Linked DNA regions of Mus musculus: region 1 is linked to region 2. A link is a contact called in public Hi-C data. All regions are on one chromosome and are shown on one strand. Each heading gives the region's core, a stretch centred on a gene start, on an enhancer-like site or on the middle of the called end of the contact. The rest is flanking DNA. Distances are from core to core; before and after follow the strand shown. Region 1 has its middle 22 kb from the start of Lrrk2. Region 2 has its middle 43 kb from the start of Slc2a13.

The links. Hi-C and Micro-C count contacts between places; a contact is called where the count stands out from the background.
Region 1: a Hi-C map of adipose-derived mesenchymal stem cells shows a contact between it and region 2, with 2.3 times the contacts expected there. The contact joins two enhancer-like sites. A contact is called at or near these places in 1 of 15 datasets of contacts at CTCF or cohesin (the NIH/3T3 cell line), 8 of 484 Hi-C or Micro-C datasets (the HPC-7 cell line, Th1 cells, adipose-derived mesenchymal stem cells and 5 more) and 1 of 115 datasets of contacts at active chromatin or transcription factors (embryonic fibroblasts).

What each region holds. Positions count from the first base shown.
Region 1 is chr15:91,648,968-91,653,087 of GRCm38.p6, reverse strand. No RefSeq gene overlaps it. Among named protein-coding and RNA genes, the nearest start is that of Lrrk2, 22 kb to the left of the region's middle. Within about 2 kb of position 1,402, at least 57 of the 459 cell types and tissues checked have an H3K27ac peak or open chromatin away from gene starts, as enhancers often do. A contact at or near this core is called in adipose-derived mesenchymal stem cells, where this site is marked.
Region 2 is chr15:91,613,900-91,618,138 of GRCm38.p6, reverse strand. No RefSeq gene overlaps it. Among named protein-coding and RNA genes, the nearest start is that of Slc2a13, 43 kb to the right of the region's middle. Within about 2 kb of position 2,723, at least 74 of the 459 cell types and tissues checked have an H3K27ac peak or open chromatin away from gene starts, as enhancers often do. A contact at or near this core is called in adipose-derived mesenchymal stem cells, where this site is marked.

The sequences.
Region 1 (4,120 bases), core at 153-2,652, 36 kb before region 2:
GAACTGTGCCTCAATAAAACTATTTTTGAAGACAGCACGCATGATAAAAAAATTAATATGAAACAGCACAGGAAGAAAAAGGACATAATAAAAATTAATTAATGGCTAACTAGCATGGTGACATAAACTAGAATAGTGTTTCTGGTTTTCCATCACTGAAACAAGACATGAAGATAATCAGCTGGAAAAGAAATCTCCTACTTTGACACACAGTCTCAGAGGCTTTCAGTCTGTGGTTGTTGTAATCTCTGATGCTGTGAGCATAGCTACAGAAGAAACGGTAACCTTCATGAAGTCTGGAAGTAAAAAGAGAAATGAGGGGCTGAGTCCTCAATTATCCCTTCAAGAGCACGCCCCCAGAAACCTCACTTCCTTTTACTAAGTGTCCCCTTCCTAATGCTGTGACACTTTATGTGTGTGTGCACGTGTGTTTTTTGTTTGTTTTTGTTTTAGTTTATTTTATGTATATGAGTACACTGTAGCTGTCTTCAGACAGACCAGAAGAGGGCATCGGAACCCATTACAGATGGTGGTGAGCCAACATGTGGTTGCTGTGATTTGAACTCAGGACCTCTGGAAGAACAGTCAGTACTCTTAATTGCTGAGCTATCTCTCCAGCCCATTGTGACATTTTAAATGCAGTTCCTCATGTTATGGTGACTCCCACCAGTAAAATTATTTTCATTGCTACTTCATAACTAACATTGCTACTGTTATGAATTATAATGTAAATATCTGATATGCAGGATATCTGATTTGTGGCCCCTGTGAAAAGTTTCTTTGAATCCCAAAGAGGTCATGACTAGTTTGAGAACTTCTGTCCTAAACGTGCCACCTAGTAATAGCTAGATGGAAACCTTTCTTCCAAACAAGAACCTTTGAGGAACATGTAAGAGCCAAGCCATGATAGATAATTTATACATGATACTGTGTAATGAATGTGACTTGAGGTCATAAGATACTGTTATTTGTGTGTGTGTGTGTGTGTGTGTGTGAGAGAGAGAGAGAGAGAGAGTGTGTGTGTGTGTGAGTGTGTGCGTGAGTATGTGTGTGAGTGTGTGTGTGTGTGAGTGTGTGTGTGAGTGTGTGTATGAGTGTGAGTGTGTGTGTGTGTGAGTGTGTGTTCAACTAATTAATTTCAGCAACTCATTTACCTGCTAACTTTACAGTTAAAAGAAGATACATAGTAGAAAATATAATAAGCCATGTCTTTTTTCCCTCTCATCAAGAAAACAACACTGGTTTTCAAAGAAAAACATGGGTCCTATAAGTGAAAATATTTGTGTTCCTTGACTTTCTCTTTTGTTTACTTCCTCTTCAAAACACATGTAATATATGCATAACCAACTTCATGTCGTGCACTTCCTGTGGTGATCCACAGCTATTTAAAACTTTCATTTCTCACGTCACTCATTCCTAGGGAGGGAGCTGGTTCTGAGTAATACTCAGCTTTGAAAATGCTACTTGCTCCTTACAATCTGAACACGAAAAACAAAAGAGGTGATTCAACCAGCACTGTCATAAGCATTCGAGAAGCATCTCCGAGCGGCTGATTTACTCAGAACGGAAAAGCACTATAAATATTTCTAATATGTCCTTGAAGTCACAAGGGTAGACTTTCCAGGCCTTCCTCACAAAGCGTGGTCTCAGCGGTGAAGGCGGAATGTCTTCTAAAATCCTCTTCGCTTTTCAAAGTGAAAACAAATGTTATCCACAGAGACACGTATTATTTTAGAAATTTATATGTAGAGATAAAATAGCATGGCTATTGTTCCTAGGAACATATTCGAGCAAAGAGAAGAAGGGAAAGTATGGGGAAGAGGTGTTAGTAATGGAATGGGTGGCTTTAAATTCCGTGTTGTTATTATTTTCGGCATTGAGCATGTGTGCTGTTCTGTGTAGATATTTTTGAGCTAAAGGAAAATGTTTTTATTACTATTGTTCTTTGCTTTCTTATTTTATTTTTGAGAATATAATTATTCCATCTCTCTACCCTCCCATTATCTGAACTTATTTTCCTTCAAATCCATGGCTTCTCTCTCTCTCTCTCTCTCTCTCTCTCTCACTCTCTGTCTCTCTCTTTCTCTCTCTCTCTCTCCCTCCCTCTCTCTCTACATATATATCTATATATATAGATATGTGTATATATGTGTGTGTGTCTGTGTCTGTGTGTCTGTGTGTGATTTGTACAGTGTGTATATAATGTATATGACGCATATGTACATGTAGATGTATGTTTGTTTATATGTCTAGACATATATAGTGTTGGCCTTTCTGCTTGGATGGAAAGGTGTCCTGGGACTCTGAAGTGCAGGACCACACAGTTCTGAGATGGGACAGTGTTCCAATGGAAGGATATCCTGAGATACAGGAGCCCAGGAACCACATATCTCTGAGCAGAAGTCTCCGCGGCAGAGGTGGCAGCTCCCAGGAGTGGGGTGGGTATCCAGATCTGAGCCGAGAAGCTTAAGAACCTCAGCCCCTATTTTTCTCTTCCCTTCTTCTCTTCGTTGTTTCTTGCCTTCTGATGAGAGAGAGCCACATCAGTCAGCAAATCTCATAAAAGAGATTTATTGGAGGGTCCAGGCTGTGGAGGGACAAATCCAGGACTGGCTGCCTCTGCTCCGTGGAGGGAGCAGACAGCTGGGAATGGGACAAAGTCCAGTGCTTATATTGGGGGTGGAGCTCTTGGGGATGGAGCTTTCTAGGGTTGAAATTTCCAGGGTGAGGATACATGGGATTTCAAGGCCTGACTTTGGGGGTGCTTAGGGATTGGTGGGTTTTGCCAATCAGGGATTTGGTGGACTTTGGTGCCCAGGGATTGGTGGGTTTCTGTCAGAAGTTCAGGGATTGGAGGGTTTCTGTCAGAAGTTCAAAAATTGGTGGGATTTCCTATTCAGGGATTAGTGGCTTTTGTGAATACTTTTCACCTAAAATTAGCATAATCTGGGGAGGGTCCGTTTGAGGGGCTGGGGCTGATCTTTGTGAGAGTTAGACAGACTGAAAATTCCTCAGTGGGTAGATGATCCACTTTCCTGCCTTGAGGATTTACAAAGTATACAAAGTTTACAAAGGGAGTCCACAATCTGGACAGACTTTCCTACGAATCCAGTCACATGAATATCCAACATATATTCCTAAATATAACCTATAACCTGCTCAGTCCGTATAATGTTGCTTGTATGGTATGTATGTTTTTAGGGTTAGCCTTTTGGTATTGAGTAGCCACTGGCTATACTAATTCCTGGTGAAAACTATTGTGAGTGATAGTTTTGCTGAGTATAGAAGTTTGGGCTAGCATCTGTGATCTGATAACGTTTGTAGAACATCTGTCAAGGCCTTTCTGGCTTTTGGTGTCTCCACTGAAAAGTCAGGTGTTATTCCAGTACATCTTCCTTTACACACTTATGCTTCTGATCTTTTTCCTTCCATCATTTAATAGTCTTTCTTTATTCTGTACATTCAGTGACCTGACTATTATGTGTTTTGTGGATTTTTTTTTTCTGGGCCAATCTAGTTGGTGTTCTCTATGCTTCTTGTACCTGTAAATGGACCTCCTTCTTCAGATGAGGGACATTTCTTCTGAGATTTTGTTGAAAATATTTTCTGTGCCTTTGACCTAGATGTTTTTCTCTTTCCTCTATTCTTGTTATTCATAAATTTGTTTTTTCCATAGTATTTCAAATTTCCTTTTAATACTACCCTTGACTCAGGTATCCATTTCTTTATCTTGCCTTCAACACCCCCAAATCTCTATTTTATTTCATTTTCTCTTCAAGTCTTAGCTCGATTTGTGTTTTCTTTGGTGATTCTATTTCTACTTTCATGCCTTGAGTGGTTTTGCCATTTTTTTCCACTGTTTGTATTTTCAGAGTTCACTGATGGATTTAGCCATATTTACATTTTCATAATGGCTTTTTTGAAGTCCTTGTCTTGTGCTTCAGGTATATTGCATTTCACTGTAGTTGGATTACTGGGTGTTGGTGGAGACATATTGTCTCTGATAGTAATGGTTATGTTTATGTGATGGTGTCTAGGCATCAGAGACTAGTATGATTGTGATGCTAGGTGCTGGTATCTGTTCTGCCCTTTGTTGGTTCTGAGACCCTCTCTGGATCTT
Region 2 (4,239 bases), core at 1,474-3,973:
AATTGTATTTAAAATGCTTCTTAAGATTGAAGAAGTCACAACTGTTTTCCACAACAGGAACTGAATATCTGGGTTCATCTGTACTGTATTTCAACTAACTGACAAATAACTACTTATTAGAAACTAATAATTCATGTTACATACATGGCAGCTACCTTCTAAAATATAATTCTTATTTTTCCTTGTCAGATGATGTATTTTTCAAAGTGACAGAAACATAGTCTTCTGAATGTGCTCAGCTATCAGATACTTTGTGCCCTTTCTCTTGGTCTGCTCTTTGTTCCATGGCTTTTTCTTTGTAGCCCAAATCTGCCCTTATACTCTAACTGTGGGTCAACCATGTGGCTGACTTTGGACAGTGGAGGTGAGAGGATATCACCCCGTCAGACCTTTGAAGCAGCTGGGTGAGTGCATGTGCAAGCTTTTGCCATCAACACTGCCATTAAAAAAAAAAAAAAAAAAAAAAAAAAAAGAAAAGAAAAGAAAAAAAAAGCAATAGCAAGCATCTGAAAGATGAATGAGGTACCACTGCCAAGATCCTTCTACATCAGAAGGAGAGTTAGACAAGACAGCAAGAGCATCTGTGATCAGCAGCAACACAAATACTGTAGCGACTTGTAGCTGATGCTTTAGCAGAGGACCAGAACCGTTTAAAGTGAGCTAAAGACCCTAGGAACATCCCGTAGAAGAAGCAATAATGAGGATGTGAGGGAAGTCGTTACAATGTGTACCACCCCCCTGATCACTAGGGTTGAGCGGTGACCTAGCTGGCTACGTGGATTGTGAATGACCCCTTCTTTCCTCGGTGCTTCATATACACCTCAGGTAAAAACTGCTGTGCTCTGTAAGAGAGGACATCCCTCCTGGAGAAAAGAAGGGCGATCTTGGACCAAGAGTAACTGAGAAGCTGTTCTCTGCTGGAACTTCCAGGCAGGCTCTGAAGGAGCAAAGATAAGAATGTTACAAGTGAACAAATAAAAGAATCTTAACGAAATAGCCAGGGGGCTAACAGGTGCTCATCGAGGTGTTTGACTATCCCTCAAAAATTCTGAAAGAATCCATAAGCATTCTAAAAATGCCATGTCTTATCTTATAAGCAAATGTAGTAGGTGAGACGTACAAAGCATGTTTGGTATTTAAAGTAAGGGAAAGGCTTAGTAGGGCAGATGACTTGGAAATCCTGTGTTGTTGGTTTCATTGACTGGGTTGGGTTTATAAAGATTTGCTTTCATTCTTTTTTAGGCGTGTGTGTGTGTGTGTGTGTGTGAGAGAGAGAGAGAGAGAGAGAGAGAGACAGAGAGAGAGACAGAGAGAGACAGAGACAGAGACAGAGACAGAGACAGAGACAGAGACAGAGACAGAGAGAAGAAATGCAACATGTGTGCAGGTGCTTATCCAGCAAAGACATCAAAGAAAAGATCAGGAAACAAGGGCTGCTTCTTTTGCTCACAACTAGCAAGGCATGAAAGGGTAGACAGTGTCTTATCTATTTTATCTCTCACAGCATCTAATTCTGTGGTTTCACACAAATAAATACAACGCAGTCTGCTGAATTGGGTTGGACGATTATCAAATAATTACTCTGTATGTACTTTGAGTTCTACATAAGCTCTCCCAAAAGTCCAGGACTTTCCCAAACGCCACAGCCAAATATCTGAAATTAACACAGAAGTCCCTGTTTATTCGCATACAGTCCACTTAAAATATGACTTAATTTAATTTCTAGGGGAGTATAAATTTAGCTTCACTGGCCCAGATCTCCTACCGCAATAGCACAGAGAGTACTTGAGAGAGGTAAGCCGCCGAAGACAAAACCTGAGCAGAGTGAAGGGCGGTGTGAGGACATCGGTGACTCTAACGGCCAAAGGTCAAGAAAGCAACAGCAATAATAAACAGCGCCGGCCATTAGCCAGAGGAAAGAACAGAACCTTGGCCTGCCCTCTGGGACCTTGGAAAGGTTATTGAATGCCTCTGAGCTTCATTTCCACGGATGGCATCAGTGAGCCACAAAAACGGTGAGTAAATGCTCACGGCCTCACTGCAAGCAGGAGGCGTAAACAGAAATAGGGCTTTGGATACTGATATGGACATCATACAATATGGCATGGTTATCCTCTTTATTGTTGCCATAGCAGACGAAAGAAAACTATCCTACATGTGGAATCAATGAGGCCATGGGGGCTGGTAGGGGGGAGGGGGTGACAACCATGCAGGACATTGGAGGGAGGGAATGGTAGACGGATATGATTACTCTGTACATGTACAGTAATTTCAAAGAATGAGAAATATTAACTAAAAAAATTCCATTTCTCCCTACAGCTTCAGGCTTACCTCATTTTTAGCTCAACTCCAACTCATTCAAAAGAAATTTCCACAGTCCCCGGGCCATGCTGCAAACAGACACATTAAGAAACTTCCCCCTGTCAACCCATGAGTCAGAGGTATGGTCTAGCGAAAATAAAGACCGTTTTAAGTAACATGAAGTTATCTTAATTTTCAGCTTAGGTACAATTTTCTTATTTAACTTGTTTTGATACTCTGAGAAGATTCTTTTAAAAACAATAATAACACACACACACACACACACACACACACACACACACACAAACATAATCTCCTTGGAAATTCAGCAAATCAACCACAAAGGATTGGAGATAAATCCTTGCATAGGGAGGAAAAAGAAGTACTGACTCATAAGAGAATGAAAAGGCACACTGTGCAAATGACACTAAGGTCATGTACTGGCTGGTTTTGTGTCAACGTGACAGAAGCTGGAGTCATCACAGAGGAAGAAGACTCCCTTGAGGAAGTGCCTCCATGAGATCCAGCTGTGGGGCATTTTCCCAGTTGGTGATCAAGGGTGGAAAGGCCCATTGTGGGTGGTGCCATGCCTGGGCTGGTGGTCCTAGGCTCTATAAGAAAGCAAGATGAGCAAGGCCGGGGAAGCAAGCGAGTAACATCCCTCCATGGCCTCTGCATCAGCTCTTGCTTCTTGACCTGTGTGAGTTCCAGTCCTGACTTCCTTTGGTGATCAACAGCAATGTGGAAGTGTAAGTCGAATAAACCCTTTCCTCCCCGACTTGCTTCTTGGTCATGATGTTTTGTGCAGGAATAGAAACCCTGACTAACACAGGTAGCATGATCGCCGATGAAATGTGTGCAAAGAGAAAAACACCGTCCTGGACTCACGTGTTTATATCCATCCAGGGTCAGCCCGGGCAAGGTCTAGAGTAGCTCTCATTTATACAGAGCGAATAGCGTCAGTAGCCTTGCAAGTCTGCCCTAAAGATTTAGTAAAGTCAGGGCTACTAACTGAGAATAGTCAACCCCGATCCTCAGTTTTATTCATATTTCCTGATTTTTGATGGGAGCATATCGTGATTCAAAGGACAAACTGTGTTCCTTCCCTGAAGCTGAGGTCATTTGGTAAACTCCTGCACATCCAACTGTAAGATTAAACAATCGCACATTCTTGTAGAGCACAGGCCTTTGTGGCTTGGGGCATTTCCTTCTTACCTAGATATATTCTCCAAAGCCAGATCTCAGACGCTGGCACTGGCGCATGAAAGATACCTTCTGCGTGCTCTTTGCGTCAGCATCCGTTACCGCCCCCTCCACACCACTGGCGATGATGGAAGCTTACATAATCGGGAAATCGTCGCTTAGCAACCGAATTATCAAAATATCTGCATCCCACCTCTTCTATCTTAAAGCACCAAACAGCTAGGGTTGTATTTTTAGCTCACAATCTTTAACCAGAGAGAAGATGGAGCCCAGGTTGCTGATTCAGATATTTTTTTATTTACCTCTACTTTTATATTCACCAGTTTTGTGGGAATAACAAGAGCATGCACAGATGAGGCAGCAGTAGGAATCTAAACAGACCATATGCCAGGGGAGAGATCCTTCTGCAGCCAGCCACTGCTATCTAGGTTATCACTGACAAATAGCTTCCCCAGAACATACAAAACTGACAGCCACCTGCTCCTTCTTGGCTGGCAGAGAGTAAGATTTTCTATGCTGCTGGCTCCTCTGCACTGTGAATTACAGGTGAGCTGCAGACACTCAGCCAGGCAGGGGAGGAGAATCTTTAGGCACAGGACTCCCCCAAGTCAAAAGCAAGGAAAAGGAACTGCAGAAACCATGTGACTAAAGACCCTGACTAGCTAGGTCCAGAATTCAGGTCTAGGGATTCACCAAAATCCAGAAATCAGTTATCTGGCTACAAAGATAGAATGG